Linked DNA regions of Mus musculus: regions 1, 2, 3, 4, 5 and 6 are each linked to region 7. The links are chromatin contacts, called in public Hi-C, HiCAR-type and HiChIP or PLAC-seq maps. All regions are on one chromosome and are shown on one strand. Each heading gives the region's core, a stretch centred on a gene start, on an enhancer-like site or on the middle of the called end of the contact. The rest is flanking DNA. Distances are from core to core; before and after follow the strand shown.

Region 1 (2,700 bases), core at 113-2,612, 860 kb after region 7:
TACCTTCTTTGTGTTAACTACTCTGCTTGCAATAGAACTAGAAGAATTTAATCTACATGGAAAGATGTGTATATACAAGGAGAATACAAGGGAACTCGTCTGAACAATATTCCTTTGGGAGCCTAAGAAAGGAGCCCAGGTGTGCCAACTGTACCAGCCGCACAAGACATTAATGAAGAAGCCAAAATGTCACCCCAGAGGGTGTGGTATACTGCCCATTGACCAGTCAGTTCTCTTCCATGCATATATTGTGAGAAGTCCTTCCCCCATGATCAGCCACTACTCCAGGGCTAGAATAGGAACCAACAAAGAAAGAGAGGAAGCGGCTGTAAAGGCCACTCCTCTTGTAGTGAGGTTCCTTCCGTTCTTATGAATGAGCCAAGAAAGGAATGAACCACACATCTGGTGTCAGAGGAGACATGTTGCCTGACTGGGGAAAAAAACTATTTCTTCGTTACTACTTCAAAGAAATGATAAGCCATCCTGACCAAATATATATTAAGAGGGAAGATACCAAGGAGAGGATCCCTGACTATGAGCCACCAGCCCATGCTGAGCTCTTCTTCCTTTCAACGGGTCATGGGTGTCTATTTGGGTGGAGAGATATGAATTTGTTCTCTGCTTTCAGAGAACAACCAGTGGTTCTAATTTCAAGGGCAGATGATGAAGCAAAGGTGGTTTAGGGAAATTCATGTCCAGTTTCAGAAGGTAGTGTTTCAAATCCCAGAAGGGTCGGTTTCTTCATTCTCCTCTAACTATGAAGGGGATAGATGCCTGAAGACCAGATCCAGCACCAAGGATTCAGTCAGGGAGACGTCAAGTCAGAAAGAGAAGTACTGTCCTCCTACCTCCGGTGACTCCTCCAGTTCAGACACAAGACAAGGCAGACATTGTACAACTAAGCCCATGTTTGCCCATAGTGACTCTGCACTATGATCAAGTACAAAAGGTCACAGTGGTCCCCTGAACTGCCTTCCCATCTCATTCCCTATCTGTATCTCCATCAGTCATACAACATGATGGAGGGAAATGCAAGGCTTCCTTCCACTGCAGATGTCTTTATTTATGACTTACAATTGAGAAACAGACCGAATCTATTGTAGCACACTTTTTTTCTCTTGATTTTACCACTTATATTGCCAAGTCCACTGATACAGGTAGATTTTTTTATTGCTCGGGGCTGTTCTTGTAAATCAAAAGTAAAATAAGCTGGTGGAAGGCACAGCCTGTTTTTAGATGGCCCATGCTAGAACGCAGCTTGTCATGTAACTTGCCATATTCTGCACTGTAAACCCTCTACTCCGATTTCCAACCTGAGTGGTCAAGGGAGCGGCTGACTCGCTGCAATGCTGTAAGCGCCAAGGGCACCGCATGTGGACTGTGAACACAAATGTAGCCATCTGGAACTACTGTCACGGCCCCACAGTAACCTTACTTGGCATTTTCCTTCATCATTTCTTAGTGAACTACAGACAAAATCATTACAGTGGCATGTGAACTTTGTAATGTTTGTGTCTCATCCCTTGATATTAGTCAAAGATAAACCAAGTTTAATTTGTCTAGCTCGAACTTTGGTCCTAACTAATACATCCCACTTTATCCCTTTAACACTGATTACAGTATCCACTTAGTCTTCTTGCTGGCCAGGACCACACTTCTGCCAGTAAATCACTCCAGTGAATTGCTCTTTGCCAGATCCCCGACCTGTCCATTCCTTTCTTTAGTCCCAGTGAACTTTATGGCTGAATCTGTATGTTTCTAACCACATAGTCAAATTATACCTACCAGTATATAGACCACTTGGAAAGCTTATAGTGGTAGACACAGTTCAAGTTTCAGGGAAAATAATATTTTTTTTCTATTTCGAACCATAACATATAAGTTTAATAGCCCCAACGTTCTGTTACTCAATTGGACATAAAATCTGATTTCTGTAAAGTTTCTTGGTTTTCCCTATTTTTAAATATAATTCTTTTAAGTATTTCATTAATAAACATTTAGCATTGTATCAGAAGATATTATAATGATTTTTCTGCTTTTATCATCAAATATAATTTAAGAACTTATGAGAGAAATTGGTTGTATTCAGTCCAGTCTTCAGCATTGTGGTGGTTTTCTTTGCTTTCTTGAGTTTCCTAAATCTTCTTCTATTAGTAAATCTTTAAGAAAGGTTTTGCTAGGAATCAGGTTCCAAACTGACCTCTCTCATTTTCTGGACATGAACCACTTTGCCTCTTCCCTCTGGTCTTCTTGTTTCCAGTGGGAATTTTGCCATTCTCTGAATTACTGTCCCCTCCTACTGCAGCAATTTCAAACAAACAAACAAACAAACAAACAAACAAAAACAACCCAACACCACCACCAACAAAAACATTGTTAAAATGTCTTGTGGTATGCATGTCTTTGTGTTTGCCTTATTAGGATTTGCTTGTCTTCTGACAGATTATGTATACATCTTTCATCAAATTAAAAAACATTTAGGATGTTTTCAAATACTATTCCTTAAAATCTCCTCCCTCTCCCTCTCCCTCTCCCTCTCCCTCTCCCTCTCCCTCTCCCTCTCCCTCTCCCTCTCCCTCTCCCTCTCCCTCTCCCTCTCCCTCTCCCTCTCCCTCTCCCTCTCCCTCTCCCTCTCCCTCTCCCTCTCCCTCTCCCTCTCCCTCTCCCTCTCCCTCTCCCTCTCCCTCCCGCTCCCCCTCC
Region 2 (2,700 bases), core at 15-2,514, 600 kb after region 7:
GTTGAAACTGTCATGACTGGGTTGATGTCCCAGTCCCACTGGTGGGAGCCTTTCCTGTTATAGAAGATCAGGCTCAGTCTCCATTACTAGGAGACTGCACTAGGGTCCCTTTCTAGGAATCCAGAGAGTTCCCAAGTTCCCACTGTACTATTAACCTTGGCCCTTAACATGACACCACCAACAAAAAAAATCTTTGTTTCCTTTTCTTTCCCTAAGGTAAACTGGGTCATAACTTTTGCATAAACAGTGTTACTCATCATGTGAGGCATTTTTGTCATTCAATTAATATGTCCCTCATTTGTTTGGGACATAGTCCCTGAATAATCTAGGTGATTATTACTATTATCATGGATCCTTCACTAATCCTTCTCATTTATTTATTCATTGAAAACAAGGCTGAATTCCTCGACAGTGTGAAGCATTGTGCTAGCTGGTAGTGCTGATAATCAAATTAGGAAATGGTTCCAACTCACATATTAACCTAGTGTGGTCTCATAAAACACTACAAATGGTGCAGGTTACATACATGCACCTTCATTCAATTATATAATATGTCTTTTTAAGGATCCTATTCAGAAACAAGTTTTAGTCTAGATCTCCCATTTTATATACCAACCTTCTCTTGCTCCTTCAGCCTGCTGCCTTCTAAGGCAGCCTGGAAGTTTTCTCAGAGGGTTCTCAGTTCAGTTTCATAAAACATTGGCCTTAATGGGACTGTGGTAGAATCAACACTAGGTACAGCAATGTGGAGGATTGCAGTGAGATATGGTCCGTGTCCCTCACATCAGAGGATTTTTAATCTTTTGTAGAAAATGATACTTTATACATTAGAGATCAGACTAACTCTAGGACAACCTAAAGGAAGATGGCAAAATGAACGTAATCAGTTTACATCCAAGGGTACGGGAGAGATCAGACATAGCTGTGAGAACTGTAGGCTGTAGGAGAAATGAGGGTTGCTTAGAATCTTCCAAACATTTCTCAGAGAATATTACTGAATGCTACACAAAGCAAACCAGAGGCTTCTTCAAGTTTGTCATTCACTGAGTTCTGTTACAGAATACTAAGAGATCATGAATATTGGTTAACATGTGACAGGAACAACAGAAATATTTAGGAAGATGGCCTGTTGACACTGGGGAACAGATAAGGAGAGGGAAATCAGGAGACCTCACAACTCTGGTACAGGATCACTCCTAGTACTGCATTCGCAAGGATGTCTACAAAAATCAAAACTCTTGCCAGGACACTGGAGGCAAATGGCTGACAAGTCTGAGGTGAATCTGTTGCCTCATCAAGTAGGAGTTTTAAATCAGGTCAGCCTCGCTCCCTTAACGTATGCAGTGTTAAAAATCTATTTCTAGAAATTACTATCGTTCTCATAGTCTCCCTTATTAAGAGCCATGATTTATAGCTAGGTGTGGTGGTGCAGGCTTCTCACTAATACCTGCTATTCATTCTTAGTGAGGGATCTGGGTTCCGCAGAGGGCTCCCTAGCAAAGAAGGTGCATGCATTCAGTGTGAATCAAGCCTTGCTTTTAGAGGCCACAGGCCTACTCAGTTTCCTGCTGGGGTTCTGTCCAAGAACCTAATTGTTAATGGCTCCCAGCTGTGCCACAAAGGACATTTCTTTAACTCCTTCCTTCCCAGCTCCTAAAGAGTACCCTCTGCTTGGACTGTCAAATCCTAGGAGTGGGCTTGAGTAGAGATAAGGACTTTGTGGCAAGGTAGGAAAATCTGAGAATGAAATGGTGCTTGTACCAGTTCCAAATTTACTAGGTGTGTGCTACCTTCCCTTGTCAAGGTAACATGTGAGTGTTCATTTTGAATCCTAGAATATCAAAAATCCTTCGCTCTCTGGCACTCTTACATTCCTGGCAGATGTCTATTATTCTTTATTTATGCATCACTTGCCTGTTTTAGTCCTGTTTCATCTCAACTGGAGAGTCTTCTATTCTACCTCCATCCCTACCCAGTTTTGATAAGCTTTATCATCTTCCATGGAAGCCCCTGGTGACTCCCGCTCTGAGACTTGTCCATGCAAGTGTGCAGGCCTCTGAGCAGCCTGGGAACTCATGCAATTTTTTTTTTTAAATCTTCTCTATGTGTTATCTCCTGTTGCAAAATGAATGTCTTTGGTAGCTCAGTCTGCATGGGTTTCTTTGCCAATTCTGTGTTTTTCCTTCTGGTCGTAAGAAACTTCTTTCTTTTATGGGAACTGCCAGCCAGAGATGAAGACTTTCCATTACCTTTATGTCCTGTTCTTAAAACTCCCTTAGGAACTTGTTTTCTTCCTATTCCAATCTTTCAAGATCTTCGGGGGCCCTGGCTCTTTCTACTACTATTTTTTCAAGTCTACATTTATATCAGTCACCAAGTCCCTAGGCACCCTCCCATACCCTTCTATGCACTGGCAATACACAAATCTGCTCCCCAGTACCCCAGTCCACCTCAGCTTCCTTTTTCTCTCTCAGCCCATTGCTGGGATTTGCACAGAAATTAGAATTCTCTGTACCACAGTGATGACCAACTAGCAGTTTACTAAATCACCCCCTAGGACCACAATTTTCACAATTTGTGTACTTACATCTTTCCTCTTCCTTGGTGATGGGTTTCTAAGGGGATCCTTTCAAGAATGAAAGAAGAATAGAACTAATATTTATTCTCTATTCTTGCTCCAAATCTTGCATGCAGGGCATT
Region 3 (2,700 bases), core at 145-2,644, 890 kb after region 7:
CTAATGTGACAGGATTCACCTAGACATCCTTCTCCACCCAGTGCTGATTTGCCTGGGGATACACATCAATCAAGTCATGTCAAGAATTATTGAGAATTATTTGGTCACTGTGCAGACAAGGCTAAAATTCATGTGTGTGTGTGCTTGTTTGTTTGTTTGCTTGCTTGTTTTATTGATCTAGAGCCTTGTATAATCTTGATATTCTAACCGATCATCCAAAGCTCTTTGTAGACAGAGTCATTAAGTGGATGTCAGGAAATCAAGCAAGGGATGCCCTTACCTCCCTTGTCTCAGCATAGGTTTCACCGCATCCCTCTTTTCTTACACAGATGGAAATTTACTATCAGAAGGGGATGACCTAGAGTCCCTTAAGAGCCAATATCTATTATTTAATTTCATTTGCCATGTAAGGTTAAATAAATCTAAGAAAGTACTGAGGACATAGGCCATAGAACTCACATGCTTTGATAAGACAACAAAGAGAGAGGCAGATAAGGAGAGGATGGCTAGAGTAGGGAAGTTGCAACTGGGTTCTCGGGACATGAAATGATCCAGTTAAATGGAGATGAAAGAACTGAATTCCACTCTGTCTACCTAATGACTTAGCTTCATGGTGGCCAATTCTAAGTATTAGAGTTTCCATAACAAACAGATGTGCTGAGTAAATACACAAAGATAACAAGGGAAGAAAGAACTTGTGAATTGGACACGGGTTTTAGCAAATAGGAGATGAGAAGTCACAAATATAATGTCCTTTATAGCAAGCAAAAGTGCAATCACAGCACAACATGCCGGGCCCTTCTCCTGATTTACCCTAGCCTCTTCTCCACTCCACCCCATATCACCATCTTTAACTTAGCTCCGGTGAAGAAGGAATAGCAATTAAGCCTGATTGTCTCTGTGATTCTGATACATGCTCCTATGTGCATTCACACAAAGCTTAGTCATCGCTATTGCTCCAGAATGTAAATTCTATTTTTTCAAGCTACAAAATTATCTAGACATTTGCCTAATACCCAAACTCCTCCCTCGCCTTCTAGCTGCAGATAGTTCATAAATCTTTAAGGGAATGCATTGACTCTGAAATTTAGTCTCCTTAAAGTAACACTTCACTCAACTTTATATCTGGAGTCACATGCTAGATTCTGGTTCTATTTCTGTTCTGTTCTATTGATTCCTGGTGGTTACAGGACACCCCTCCACACAGTGTTATCAGAGGCGAAACTGTTGCCCCAGGGCATCTCATTTTCGAAATATTTTAATGGGGAAACTTTAGTTCAATCTTGAATGAATCTTCAAGCTGCTTAAAAAGGACTGGCTGTCTCCAGATGAACAGAGAAGACGATGAGCCCCTGGGGTGAGTCCTCACCGCCCCCTCAGACTCACCCACAGCTCTCTCCAAGCTGTTATTCCTTTGTCTTCTTACGATCTGGCTTCCTCTGGATCCTCTCCAGCATTGAGCCCACTCATTTCCGTGACTTGCAGTGTCCTCTTGAAAACTAAGTAATAGAAGCAGATGCTCTAGCTCACACGCATATTTTCTCACTCAAACATTCATCACAGCTTCCCACCCGAAGCCGAGGCAGGCTCTGCTGGGAAATTCACAATCTCTAACCTAAAAACCAAAGTTGCTAGGGCTCTTCTGGTGGGTTCCATAACTATAGCTCACAGTAACTACATTTCGCTTGTACTTCTGAGGCTTTTGCTCCACCCTCTCAGATTTGGTATGGACATCCAAATCGTTTGCTAGAACCCAGATATCCCTTTCTCTGTGAGCATCCTCTCATGTAGGTGGGAAGGGGACACTCTTCTGCCTGGAGAGAAATGAAACCTACTAAGATCCTAGAATGATATTCATAACAATCTGTATATTCTTGATGTGTCTTCTTTTACACGAAGTGTGTAGTGGGAGAAAGAGACACAAAGAACAAGTCACTTCTAGTCTTTTCCATAACCTAAAAGGCCTTATACCTGGTCCATGACCCTACCTAGAATTGTATCATCTACCAAAGAATCAAAATCTTTCAATGCTAAAGACTCAAAAAAGCACACCATTACAGTAACCTTCTGTGTCTTCTAAAGGGGCTGATTCCCACTGAATGAACACAATTAATTAGTTTAAAAGACCCACATCCAGTATTTCATGTGACTACTGTTTATCTCCCATGGCATGTACAAACTTTTTTTTTTTTTTAAGAAATTGCGGGAAATGTCAAGACCCTTACTTGTTACAATTTAATTTTGTGCTGCTCAGGCAATTACAGTTCAATGAATGATGATTCTAACACATCCAAGTTTTCATTACTCTTTGCTTAATTTGTCAGTTAATGCCTTTGAGTTCCGCAGTTTCCCCAGCAGTCTTAACTTGCCATTAAAAACCTGTCAAGGAAACACAACCTTCCGATTCCAGCCGGGTTTAAAGACGGCATACATCCTTTCATTGTTAAGAAAGTTAGAGCTCACTCCTCAAGCAAAATATTCATACTTCAGGAATTCACAGTTAGGAAAGATAGCAATAATTCTATATTAGTGGGTTTTTTAATGTAACTGCTCTGCAATAAATACCAGAAATAAGAGTCTGTGCTTAAGATACTATATATCACACAAATATTACTCTCTATCCGTGGTTCTTAGTGGTTTACGGTTACCTGATAGATGTTGGACTTTTACATTCCTTTCCATGTCCCAAGCATTTATTAC
Region 4 (2,700 bases), core at 71-2,570, 800 kb after region 7:
ATGGCCTCATTTTTCATTAACTGATGTTGTATACATATATGTCTATACATATATGTTCCTAAATATATTTGGTATCTATAACCAGTTTGGCAGCTCTTCCTAGGGGAAGACTATTTTTCATACTGTCAGCATTTCTTAGTTACTTACAACAAGATTTTTGTGTATGTTTTTCTTTTACTTCATTTCGTCTTTGGTTTTTCACCTTTATTTATTCCAGGGCATGAGGGATTCTCTGTCTATAATGAAGGGGTAGATGGAAGCCATGTAAACAATGGATTGAGAGACAGTGAGATGGGACCTAGGAAAGCTACTCAAAAAGCAACGATTTAAGGGAAGTATTTGCTCCCTCAGTACAGTTGCACTCAGAGGAATAAGTAACTAGCTTCAGGAGATACCTTCCATGTGATGAAGGGATTGTGATGCACTGGAGAGAAGAGACTAGAAAGGATGACAACTCAACCAACTGTGTGAAGTATCGAGTTAAGAGACAGCAGTCAAGATGGAACTGGGAACAAGAAAAAAAAAATGAATTACTAAGTTATATCATCAGAGTCGAATACCATGTTATGCTAGACATGTAGTTGATGGACAAGATGGCAGAGTATTTCCCTGAAAATACTTCTAAAAAAATTAGTTTACTTCTAATTCTCTGGTCCTGTATTTCCTGAAAACATATTTCATCTATACTATGTAGTTCTTTCTGCACAGGGAGGCAGCTATGTGGGTCCCTGACAATGTACTAAGAAACACCCCCCTCTCAGCTCTACACCTTCAGATGGGCCTAACTTCTCCATATTCACACTCCCAGTGTGACTTCCCCATGGTCATTCTCTTGCCATTGATTGGGTCCCAAAGCACCCTACTGAACCTTATCCATGTGAAAGAAATCTCCAGAACCCAGTGGGTGTCTAAAACCACGGAAAATCAAACCTCAAATGTACTCCTTTCTCCATCTTCATTGGGCTTTTAACATGGATTATACCGACTTTACAGTTTAAGATGGAACAGTAAAATTATCCCATAGTTTTCTTTTCTCCTATCTTTGGAGTTTCAAGGATAGAAGTTTCAATTTTGCTGTAAATCTGTCCAAACTCAATACATACTTTTCTTTGCCATCTACTGTCCCACAAGAACATTCCTTCTCATTCTCCTTTCTTCTCTTTAACATCACTGCCATAGCACTTTGGGTACCAAACATAATACGGCATACTTGAACACCAACACTGCAGCAATTTTGCAGCAGATCTGCTAAACAAAATGGCTACTCAGTGACTCACAGTTCTAAAGTGCTTGCAGTGTTGATACAGCAGGCAAAGGGCCAACTCACATCCTAGGGTGAGGTGGGTACGGCAAGAGGTTTCATCATTCTGTTCAGAATGGTGCACAACATAAGGTAATTATTTCTGGAATTTCCCAGACTTGGGTTATCATAGCTAAAATTGTGTAAGTGGAAATGGTAGAGAGGTGACTATTACTGTATCTATAATAACAAGTTAGGGATAGAGCCAACTGATATGTAAACAGGATCTTTCAATGTGGAGAGGAGCCAAATACTCCCTGGAAAGGCTTCCTCACTGGGAATGCCCCTCACTCTTGTAGGTTGTTACATCAAAAGAAATATACTTCCTTTTGTCAGGACACAGACTGATAATTGGGTCTCCTCACTATCATTTCCTTACCACCAGCAAAAATCCTCCTTTCTTTTTGTTTGAAGCCCTTGTGCTTGGGGGTTAAAAAGTCAAGAGAGTCATCTTGATCCAGAGGCAAAGGAAAGCACCAGTGGCCTGTATACCCTTCACTCATCATGAGGACATAAAATTACTCACGGAACAGTAGGGTAGGGTGCACCATTGCAGATCATGTTGGCAAAATACGTTTGAAAAACCTTTCCCTTGCTTTCAGAATTATAAGGCATTTGTTGGTCCTAGGCACAAAGAGGTAGGATGCACAGGCATGTGTGGGTGCTTGGAAGGAAGAAATGGAGGTGTTGTAATCATAATCTCAAATTTAAAAAATCTACATAAGTGTGTGTGTGTGTGTGTGTGTGCACGTGTGTGCTCATGTGTGTGTGCATGTGTGTGTATTTGTGTGTGTTTCTTCTTTATTCCTCTGTTCCATCCCCTTTCTCTTCTTCCTTATTGTTACAAACAAGCTTATTCTAGTCATTCTATGGTTCCTAGAAACCTCAGAGCTATATTTGCAATGGAGAACTAGATAATACATTAGCAGTTATGCAGGACTGTGAACAGATACTCTAAGATTTCTTGTCTTGACTTCATTTGTTCTTAATTTCTCTTCACTGATTATCTCATGCATGAACCCTGACCTCCTGAATGGCACTGGGTAATCATGCATCATTTTAAGCCATTTTTGATTATACAAGCCATAAACAAAGAGATGGAGCAAGAGAGAACATAAAATAAATAAATACATGTTCTAAAGGACCCCTCTCTGCAGAATGAAAGTTTTATGTGCAGAAGCTATAAAACCCAGAGGGACAATGTGTGCTTTTCTGAAGGTGATTTCGAAACAGGGCCATTTGGATAATCTACCTTGTAGCATACAATTTTCTGCTTCTTACATGCAAGAATATATTTATTAAGCTATTTATAGATTTTTAACATATAATTTGCTGTTCTAAACACTCATTTCTTGATCTTTGCTCTTTATACCAAACAGCCATTTAGTACGACACATATT
Region 5 (2,700 bases), core at 143-2,642, 630 kb after region 7:
ATGTTTATTAAAAAAAGGTGAGGAGAGCAATATTCCAGATTAGATTATTGCACCTGTCCTAACTGCCCACCAGCCAATCAGAGTTGTGCATGGAAGGTTAAGCCCGTCATTGCTCCTACCTCCTGGCTGAGGTGGGGGAGGCGTAGCCCGGGCTTTCAAAGCCGAATGCAGATTAGCTTATTTTAATTGCTGACTTCTGAATATGGAATACATTTTCCAGTCATAGGGAAAGGTGAATAAATGCACCCGGAGCCTCCTCCATGATGGAGATAATTACACTGGGATTGAAAAACATCCTCGGGAGCAAAGAGCAACGGGGCTGGATCGATCGAGACAGATCTTCCATGATGCCCTTTGTGTCTGATGTGCCTTCCAATGGAAATGGAGAGTGTTCTCTTTGATGGTACCCTTCCTGCGCAGAACTCGTCCTCGGATGAAATGGAGGGAAAGGTTCAGCATGCTGGAAATAACCTAGAACGCAGTCCTCACACAGCAGAATCCCATTAAAACAGCACATGCCCTTGATTCTCTTGAGAGTTTCTTAAAGACAATAGGTTTTCTTAAAGGGAATCCTCTGGGACTTTCAAACCCTTTAATTGTTCTGAATTTCTCTAATTGTAGGAGTTGCTGAAAGGTACTTTATATATTGAGCGAATTGTCTGTATTCCCCAGGGCTCATCCCCCTCCTTGGGCCTTTCCTTTCCTGTTGTCAGGTATACAATGCTGCTATTTCAAGTCAATGTCATGAAAGGGCTAGAACACTTTATTACGGTTTAGGACAGTCCACTGGGCACTAGCATCGCCCGACCTTTATAATAACGAGGTGAGCTTCGGAAACATGTTTTGAAATCGCCCATATAAATGCTCATCTTGTCTCCTCCCACATTCAGCCTTCTGTTGGTAAACATTCTGCAGTCCAGCAAACACCACCTGAAACCGGACTCACACCTTACACCACACGGGGCGAGCCCAGTATGAAACTTTACATGATTTGTGGCCTCAGAACATTAAAAGGTGTAGGTGAAATGAACTTTAGCAGTACATTTTTATCTGAACATATTCCAAATATCTTTACTTTAACATATAACTGGATTCATATTTTTCTGAGAGAGGCCTTTTGAAAAATCAGACATTTCACAAGTTGGTTCTGTGTTCTCTATAGACAGCTCATCTCGGTTCATCCTGGTGATTATTCCCTGGCTCGGTGGTCACTGTGATTGTGGTATCCTAGGTCAGCTCTGCACATGCTCAAAGCTTTCTAACTCGTTAAGGAGTTGAGCTGATTTCACTCTGGGTTTTATTAGCTTTGGCATCTATCAGTGCTACTAGTTTCCTATCAGCAACGTGTGCTTCAAAACTCCACACGCCTTGGAAGGTCTGAGGAAAGCCAGGGCCCTATCAAGTAACAACAGGCCCTTGTGGGCTCCAGTGAGCTAAACCTGATATAGCGCAGTGTTTACTCTAAGAACAGAAAGTCCTCTTCGTTTAAGATGACTGTTTTCTTCATGTGTGTCCTCGGAACTACCAATCAGCACAAACAAGAAGAAAGGGCTTTTGCTACGGGAGGCAAAAAGCAAAGCATCTGATTCTGTTCTCTGACCATGTTTTATTGAGGCCTGGCAAGAGTTTCCAGTTCCTCTGGAGTCTGTCTCCTCCCTACAGGACATTTTCAAACCCATAGCTTTGCAGAGTTTGTCTTTGGACTGGTGTTCCTCTCTGGATATTCTGCTACATGTTCACCCTGACAGGCAGTCACTGCAAACATCTCAAGCCTGTCTTCACTGTGAGATAATCAAGAAGGCTGTGGGTAGCTTTTAAGTTCAAACTTTAAGAAATATATTAGATTCTCAAAGCATATGTTTCTTCCCCTGTCTTCCCACGCACCCCAATCAAAAAAGCATGGAATCAGCTCTGTAATTGTTTCCCTAGGGGAAAAATAGTACGTCCCTGTGAATGTGATCTTTAGCATCTATCAGTATGAAGGAATGTCCTCCTAGTTTTACAGAGTCAAACTGCTTGAAATGTTGAGCTATGAAAGCAGTCACGAAGTAGGGGACCAGCTCAGTAGTGAAGAAAGAAAACTGAGGGCAGCTCCTTTCCCAGGTTCTATTCTTATAAAATTTGTCCGAATATGTGTTCTAGAATGCTAACCCTTTCTGACCTATGGTTCAACTCCCTTTAAACTCTCCCCTATGGCTTCAGAAGTCCATGAACCTAAAGACTGTCTTTTGATTCCATATTGTCCACAACACAACAAAAGCCTCAGCATATTAACTGGTTTGAAGGGAAATTAAAGCAAAGAAAAGGCCAAGAATCATGGGGGTCAAAATTTTAGATTTAGAAGGAAAGTTAATCATGAGTTAAGTACTTGTATCATAACTTACATCTTTCAACTTAGTCCGATTTTATTTCCTTTCCAGTTGGTATTAATTGTTGATATTTATTCATTAGATATTAGACTATTACAGAAAAGGTATGAATGAAATGATATGATTTTTAGTAGTTTCTTTCATTTTTCTAGTTAGCTAAGCCTGGGTACTTGCTGGTTAAACCAAGGCAACAAAGAGGACAAGATGCTAACACTCACTTGATAACAACTATCTGTGTGTCTCCAACATTGGACAAGCCTGATAAAGAAGGAAATAGATGGAAACCCATATGAGAGAAGCAGAGCCCACAAAGCTCTGCTTTTTGTTTGTT
Region 6 (2,700 bases), core at 187-2,686, 780 kb after region 7:
CAGGGTATGGGTGGTCATGTCTTTAATTGGACATTCACCAACACCTGTCTAGATATTTCAGTATGAGCATCTTAAGGAGAAAGGCTAGCAAGCTCCAACCAATGGGGAATCCAAATGTGGGCAGAGAAGTGAAAAGACATCAAACAATAGGTACCATGAACATCGCCAGAAGCATCATCAGCATGAGTGACACTTGACAGCTTCATGTGCTTAGAAATCCAGGGTAGAAACAAGTTCTGGGGCCAGAGCTAGAGGACAAGCCTAGCTCTTATTTCCTACCCTGAGTTCTCCCTAGAAAAGCACACAAGTTGAGTTTTTAATCTCCGTAGAGCTTGTTTAACCCAACTTCAAAATAGGGATGAAAACCACTCTAAACATCTTTGTCTGGTTGTAAAATTAAACAGTTAAATTTAATGGTTAGTTCGACTCATGGCACAGAGCGAGTGCTCATGGAACAGACACAATCACTGTGGTTATAATTGGGCCTCAGGCAACTGTGATCTATGTGTGCTGTATACAACTAGGCATGCCTCAACCTTGTAATGGTACCACATGAATTTCCAAATCTTGTTTTGGATGTGAAATGGCCCCTAGACGCTCACAAATTTGAACACTTGGTCCCATCTGGTAGTACTGTCTTGGAAGCAAGAAAAACCTTTGGGAGAAAGATTCTAGCCTAGGGAAGTGGATCACTGTGAGGCAGGCCGTGAGGTTTACAGCCTGTGCCCCATTCCCTTTCTGTCATTCTGCTTCCATTCTGCCAAGATGTGAGAAAGAGAGGCAGCCCAGCAGAATATTCGTGTTACTATGATCTGCCCATCACTCTGATGGAATATACCTCCTAATAGAGTGGGCCAAATAAACCCTTCCTCCCATGAGTTGCTGCTTATTGGGTAGTTGGTCACAGCAATGACAAAAATAGCTAATGCAGCCGATATCTCTACTCTTTGATGTTTTATAGAGACCCCGTGGACATCAGGAGTCATCAGTCCTCTTTGTTTGTTTGCAGCACTTTGGTTGGGTGGACCCTTAGCCCAGATAAACAAAGAAATAACAAAGATCAGCCACTGCCACAGTTCAGGATGAATACTGGATAGATAGAGAAATTTCAAAGTAATCATGCAAAGAGGAGAGGAGACCACTTCTGTGCCATACTCAGCTATTCCGGACAGTGTGCATTTTTCTAGATAACTGATAACTGACTGCATTTCCAAAGGCTCCCTTAAAAAGGAAAGCTCTTTGTGGCATCTGTAAGATTCGATTAAAGGGCCTGTATAAGCACACATCTAGTTGAACCAAATGAGAGATAAATTAACCTATAAACAGCATGCTCTTTCTTGTGGAATCCTCTAATGGCCTGATTTAGGATATCAGCAGACGGGAGGTCAGTGCCTAGTGCTTTCAGAGTTCAGCCTATTCATTACAATCAGGTTCACCATGCCACAAAGAGGTTCTAATGAAATACCCTCCAGCCATCCCCATAGAGGGGCAGCTTGTGTGTGCACAAGGCATGAGGGGAGGTAGCAGGCAGACAATGGTCATTTTGTATTTCCAGATAGGTAGGGGTCCAAACAGAGCCTCTGCATGTACTAAGTTGTATTCTTTCAAGGAGAGCCTCTCACTGAGACATCTTACCTGGAAGCTTCTTTAAGCTTTTAGCAGAAATGCTCTAGTTCACATTTAAAGAAAAAAAGAAAAAGAAAGGAAGAAAGAAAGTAAAATAAGAAAGCACTGTTTGTCACTAGTCAGTGCCCTCCAACATCAGGTCTCTAGTAGGAAGAAAGACATTAAAACTGTGCCTGATTTCACTGAATTCCTCTCAATCTGAGCTGACAGTACATCCCTTAAGCCTTCTTCCATAGTCTGGGGGGGGGGGGAGAAACAGATATACTTTGAAACCTGCAAAATCATATCTTCAAATAATAGAACATACATGCTTGCAGGATTTGTTTCTTTTCAAGAAAACCAAAGTACTTTAGAGGCCTGAAAAAATAAAATAAAAAAGACTGCTTTTGTGTCCACATCCACTGACACACACACAAGAGCTTTCTAATCTGTCTGTGAACCAAATTAAGAACATCCCAGCAAGAAAACATTCACTTTTAGCGCACACATATCACATCCCAGGGAGTCTTACTGACTTGGAAATATCCAGTTTCCTGCAGTATTAGAGGATAAAGGAGAAAGCTGCCTTTTACGTGTGCTTCACGAGGGATGCAGAGGCGCAACGTGATGCATTTGTAAGTGGTCTAAGTGCATTGGAGACAAAGCCCAGGGGTCTTTGGTGCTGTTTCCTGTGAGGACCCCTGCTACGCGGAGAGGATTCTTCAAACGCTCCTTCTAAACCCGTGTCACTTTTCTATGCGAATTCACCATGCGAGTCAGACAGAAGATCTAGAGGAATTCATTCCACAGAATATCCTAAGGCAGAAGGAGTGATTTTTCAGGGTAATTTTTTAAAAATCCCTCCTTATTTGGTTATTAATGGCTTATGTTTTCCCACATAAGCACATATACACTTTTCAAACATTCTTTTCTGTCATGCCTGGAGTTGACAGAGGGAAGTCAGTTGACCAGAGCTGATAATAACCAAGTATAAAACATTAAAATCTGCGGCTTCAGAGCCTTAAGTGGTTAGGAGCACGTACTGCTCTTTCAGAAGACTGGAGTTCAGTTCCCAGCACCCACACTGGGTGCCTC
Region 7 (2,700 bases), core at 195-2,694:
TTCCTGGTTTCATAGGCAATATTTATTCCTTTGCCCTAATTTTGGCAGTTTAAAGAACCAAAATTCTGCACACAGCTGCTAGGACTGTAGATTTTTTGCCTGATTTTTCTTCAACTTCCTTTCTTCCAAGCTTCTCCCACAAGACTGGTTTTAGTTAATGATACTTAGCAGTACAGCTTTGCACTTCCATGATAATTTCCAACAGAAAAATCTCTCTGGAACTTACTATTAATAATCAACCCTAGTATTAACCTCAGATCGGAGATTTATTAAACCTATTTGGCAGAGTAAAGTTGAATAACTTGATGTTCAAGGATCCAGGCTGAGCTCTGGCCCTGGAAAGAGGCTCTGAAGCTAGCTAGCATTCCTCAAATCTTGGTTTGTACAAGAAACGACTAGTCTTTTTTCAGGGTCGTGAGCTAGCAGCAGGTCTGGCAAATGCTCGCATCGCTTTAGGGGGCTACGAGGGAGCTAGCATCACACCCTCTACACTGAAGCAGAATGGTGAGCAAAAAGCTTTGCCCATAAAGTTTCCTTCATCTCTGAAAACCAGGGTGTGATTTGCATTCACCAGCAACTGACAAGCATCTATGAAATGCCTCCTCCTTCCAGTTTACACTGGGGTTAATGGGAGCAAGATGGGGTTAAGCTGGCAGTACTTAGGTAGGAACTACTTCCCACTTTGCTTAAGGTTTTGAAATCTGCAACCCGAAGAATTAAACAAAACACCCGCTTTTGCACCTCCCTCCGGCAGAATGAATCCTCTACCCTAACAGGAAGAGACCCATTTCTGGGAAAGTAAGTTTCCCGAGGGTCTGTTCTCTGAGCCAGGGAAGGCGATCCCCGAGGCCCTGCGGGGGCGGGCTCCACGCGTCCTCGCGCGCTGGGCAGGCAGGTGTGGTCCTGAGCCTGGGCACGCGCTCGCTGGCCGCGTCCCCCGCGCCACCCGGGTCCCTTCTCGTGCCCCGACCCCGGGCCCCCCCCGCCTTCCCGGGCCCGGCCGGCTCAGCCGCCCGCCTCGCTCCCCGCCCCCCGAGTCTCGTTTCAGTCACCCTTTGTCCTTCCCCGGATTGGCAGGTTTTATTATTCCGCCTGAACAATCCGGCCGCCCAGTGGCTGAGGGTCGCTGACGTCGGCGGCAGAGCCGGGGAGTAGTTGGGATTCTGCTCTGTCAGTAACACATGTGTAAGCGCCGCCGAAGGAGCGAGCGAGCCGGCTAGAGGCCCGCGCCGCCGCCTCCTCCGAGCCGGGCAGCAGCAGCGGGGCAGCCGATCGGTCCAGCGCTCCCGGCCGGCCCGCAGCTCCCCACTCCGTGCGTCCTCGTACCGGCCGCGGGACCGAGCCTGCACCGCCGCTCCCGGGCCGCAGGTCGCGGGAGGGGGGAGCTCGGCCGAGCCGCCGGCGGCCCCGAGCGGGCGGGCGGGCGGGAGGAAGGCGGCGGCGGAGGAGGAGGAGCGCGGGCGCGGCGGGGGCGGGGGCGCGTACAAAGTGAAGCCACATTGCCAAACTTGCAGCCGCGATTGCAGCAGTGGCTGCTGCTGCGCCGCGCGGGCCCGGCCGAGGGAGCCTGCAGCTGCTCGCGCGCAGCCGGGGGCTGAGGACCGGGACCCTCGGGCTGAGACTTGACACTTCTTCGCCGGGCCGCCTGCCACTTAGCGTGGGGCTCCCTCTACCCGCCCCAGAGCCACGCGATTAAAAAAAAAAAAAAAAAAAAAAGCAGCCCTTAGCCCCCTCCTCCCCTTTCCTGCTTCTGCGAGAACTCCCTCCCTCCCTCCAGCTCCGCCAGCCCCAGCGCCCCTGCCCTGGAAGCCGAGCGGCTCCGCTCGCATTTCGCCGCCGCCGCCGCCTCTCGCAGTGTTGCAATATAGGGGAGAAGCAGGTAAGGGGGTGGCTGGGGACGCCGCGGGCCCGGAGGGGACGAGGGAGAGAGGGAGGGGGGAACTGATCGGGGCCGGGGCTGTTTTCTTTGGCTTCCTTCCCTTGACCGTCCCAAATTGCAAGTAAACAATACGTCGCCTTAGATAATGCGTGAGTCTGAAACTACCGGAGGCCGGCCTGCGAGCTAGCAAGGAGGGCAGCCCCGGGCCGCCAGCTTTGTAGCGGTTCCTTGCTTACAAAAGGGTTCTTCTTGGAGACGGGGCTGGTGGGGACCCTGGAGAGGGCTGGGGGCAGTTCCAGTTCCTAAAGGAAAGGCAGGGGCTGCTCAGATGAGAAGTGGTGTGTGCGTGGGTGGGGGCGATAGTCAAGACCCCCCCCCCAACACTGTTTGAAACAGGGAACGAAAAGCTCTAAGTGACCAGGAGCTGGCATTGCTGATTCTTTTAAAAAGAATTCCTCTTGGCTTATAAGTCTTTTGTTCCAATCCAGGAGAAATCCGGTGAATCACCTAATTAAAATCAAGACATGAATTAAGCATCCATTTTTGTACTACAAATGGCCAGCGCTACGTTTGTCCCTCCCTTGGTCTCCATTAAAAAACACCAGAGACGTTGTTAAAGGGGGGCAGATTTTGCCTCTAGCTGCCAGCTCTGCTTTCTATTTCACTGACTATCCCAGGACCTAAATTGCTTGGCTATGTAATTACTAGAGTATAAGCCTATTTAACTTAAAAGCTTTCTTTTTTTTTTTTTCCAACTCTAAATGAAACTTGATGAGGGCCCGTCCTTAGTTATCAGGGGAGTCACTTTCTGGTCAGTCCTC

Evidence for each region. A called contact is a pair of places that touch in the nucleus more often than the background predicts. HiCAR-type assays count read pairs that join an accessible place to other places. HiChIP or PLAC-seq counts read pairs in DNA pulled down with a chosen protein or histone mark.
Region 1: a contact with region 7 is called in a HiCAR-type map of kidney, with 4 times the contacts expected there. The contact joins the enhancer-like site here to the promoter of Lmo4 in region 7. A contact is called at or near these places in 5 of 39 promoter capture datasets (the 3T3-L1 cell line, the C10 cell line, frontonasal cranial neural crest and 2 more), 2 of 484 Hi-C or Micro-C datasets (cortical neurons and frontal cortex), 13 of 115 datasets of contacts at active chromatin or transcription factors (bone marrow-derived macrophages, craniofacial prominence, embryonic basal ganglia and 9 more) and 1 of 9 other capture datasets (macrophages).
Region 2: a contact with region 7 is called in an H3K4me3 HiChIP or PLAC-seq map of craniofacial prominence, with 8 times the contacts expected there. The contact joins the enhancer-like site here to the promoter of Lmo4 in region 7. A contact is called at or near these places in 10 of 39 promoter capture datasets (3T3-L1-derived adipocytes, cranial neural crest, embryonic stem cells and 7 more), 13 of 484 Hi-C or Micro-C datasets (B cells, the C3H10T1/2 cell line, CD4 T cells and 8 more), 16 of 115 datasets of contacts at active chromatin or transcription factors (the 230-238 cell line, acute myeloid leukemia, craniofacial prominence and 11 more) and 3 of 9 other capture datasets (embryonic stem cells, liver and macrophages).
Region 3: a Hi-C map of cortical neurons shows a contact between it and region 7, with 3 times the contacts expected there. The contact joins the enhancer-like site here to the promoter of Lmo4 in region 7. A contact is called at or near these places in 4 of 39 promoter capture datasets (the 3T3-L1 cell line, cranial neural crest, hippocampal neurons and 1 more), 6 of 484 Hi-C or Micro-C datasets (cerebral cortex, cortical neurons, forebrain and 1 more) and 12 of 115 datasets of contacts at active chromatin or transcription factors (SST interneurons, craniofacial prominence, embryonic basal ganglia and 7 more).
Region 4: a contact with region 7 is called in a FOXA1 HiChIP or PLAC-seq map of pancreatic cancer cells. The contact joins the enhancer-like site here to the promoter of Lmo4 in region 7. A contact is called at or near these places in 4 of 39 promoter capture datasets (the 3T3-L1 cell line, 3T3-L1-derived adipocytes, the C10 cell line and 1 more), 1 of 484 Hi-C or Micro-C datasets (the N1E-115 cell line), 15 of 115 datasets of contacts at active chromatin or transcription factors (craniofacial prominence, embryonic basal ganglia, embryonic forebrain and 11 more) and 2 of 9 other capture datasets (embryonic stem cells and pancreatic islet).
Region 5: an H3K4me3 HiChIP or PLAC-seq map of craniofacial prominence shows a contact between it and region 7, with 6 times the contacts expected there. The contact joins the enhancer-like site here to the promoter of Lmo4 in region 7. A contact is called at or near these places in 5 of 39 promoter capture datasets (cranial neural crest, frontonasal cranial neural crest, liver and 2 more), 3 of 484 Hi-C or Micro-C datasets (cortical neurons, frontal cortex and pancreatic cancer cells), 16 of 115 datasets of contacts at active chromatin or transcription factors (acute myeloid leukemia, bone marrow-derived macrophages, craniofacial prominence and 12 more) and 2 of 9 other capture datasets (macrophages and pancreatic islet).
Region 6: a contact with region 7 is called in an H3K4me3 HiChIP or PLAC-seq map of neural tube, with 3 times the contacts expected there. The contact joins the enhancer-like site here to the promoter of Lmo4 in region 7. A contact is called at or near these places in 4 of 39 promoter capture datasets (the 3T3-L1 cell line, the SN4741 cell line, maxillary cranial neural crest and 1 more), 1 of 484 Hi-C or Micro-C datasets (uterus) and 12 of 115 datasets of contacts at active chromatin or transcription factors (craniofacial prominence, embryonic basal ganglia, embryonic forebrain and 9 more).

The regions. Positions count from the first base shown.
Region 1 is chr3:143,339,018-143,341,717 of GRCm38.p6, reverse strand. The region is part of intron 1 of Gm40159 (a long non-coding RNA gene); the gene reads left to right. Among named protein-coding and RNA genes, the nearest start is that of Gm52618, 7.1 kb to the left of the region's middle. Within about 2 kb of position 1,362, at least 1 of the 459 cell types and tissues checked has an H3K27ac peak or open chromatin away from gene starts, as enhancers often do. A contact at or near this core is called in kidney, where this site is marked.
Region 2 is chr3:143,608,720-143,611,419 of GRCm38.p6, reverse strand. The region is part of intron 2 of Gm33758 (a long non-coding RNA gene); the gene reads right to left. Among named protein-coding and RNA genes, the nearest start is that of Gm33758, 6.3 kb to the right of the region's middle. Within about 2 kb of position 1,264, at least 12 of the 459 cell types and tissues checked have an H3K27ac peak or open chromatin away from gene starts, as enhancers often do. A contact at or near this core is called in the C3H10T1/2 cell line, craniofacial prominence and second pharyngeal arch cranial neural crest, where this site is marked.
Region 3 is chr3:143,315,440-143,318,139 of GRCm38.p6, reverse strand. All of the region lies in intron 1 of Gm40159 (a long non-coding RNA gene), which reads left to right. Among named protein-coding and RNA genes, the nearest start is that of Gm33514, 6.5 kb to the left of the region's middle. Within about 2 kb of position 1,394, at least 18 of the 459 cell types and tissues checked have an H3K27ac peak or open chromatin away from gene starts, as enhancers often do. A contact at or near this core is called in SST interneurons, cortical neurons and neural progenitor cells, where this site is marked.
Region 4 is chr3:143,403,946-143,406,645 of GRCm38.p6, reverse strand. No RefSeq gene overlaps it. Among named protein-coding and RNA genes, the nearest start is that of Gm40159, 26 kb to the right of the region's middle. Within about 2 kb of position 1,320, at least 6 of the 459 cell types and tissues checked have an H3K27ac peak or open chromatin away from gene starts, as enhancers often do. A contact at or near this core is called in pancreatic cancer cells, where this site is marked.
Region 5 is chr3:143,573,358-143,576,057 of GRCm38.p6, reverse strand. The region is part of intron 1 of Gm33651 (a long non-coding RNA gene); the gene reads right to left. Among named protein-coding and RNA genes, the nearest start is that of Gm33651, 7.7 kb to the right of the region's middle. Within about 2 kb of position 1,392, at least 8 of the 459 cell types and tissues checked have an H3K27ac peak or open chromatin away from gene starts, as enhancers often do. A contact at or near this core is called in craniofacial prominence and second pharyngeal arch cranial neural crest, where this site is marked.
Region 6 is chr3:143,422,482-143,425,181 of GRCm38.p6, reverse strand. No RefSeq gene overlaps it. Among named protein-coding and RNA genes, the nearest start is that of Gm40159, 44 kb to the right of the region's middle. Within about 2 kb of position 1,436, at least 5 of the 459 cell types and tissues checked have an H3K27ac peak or open chromatin away from gene starts, as enhancers often do. A contact at or near this core is called in neural tube, where this site is marked.
Region 7 is chr3:144,203,999-144,206,698 of GRCm38.p6, reverse strand. It overlaps Lmo4 (LIM domain only 4), which reads left to right and starts at 1,444. Exons shown (of 5, transcript NM_010723.3): 1 at 1,444-1,879.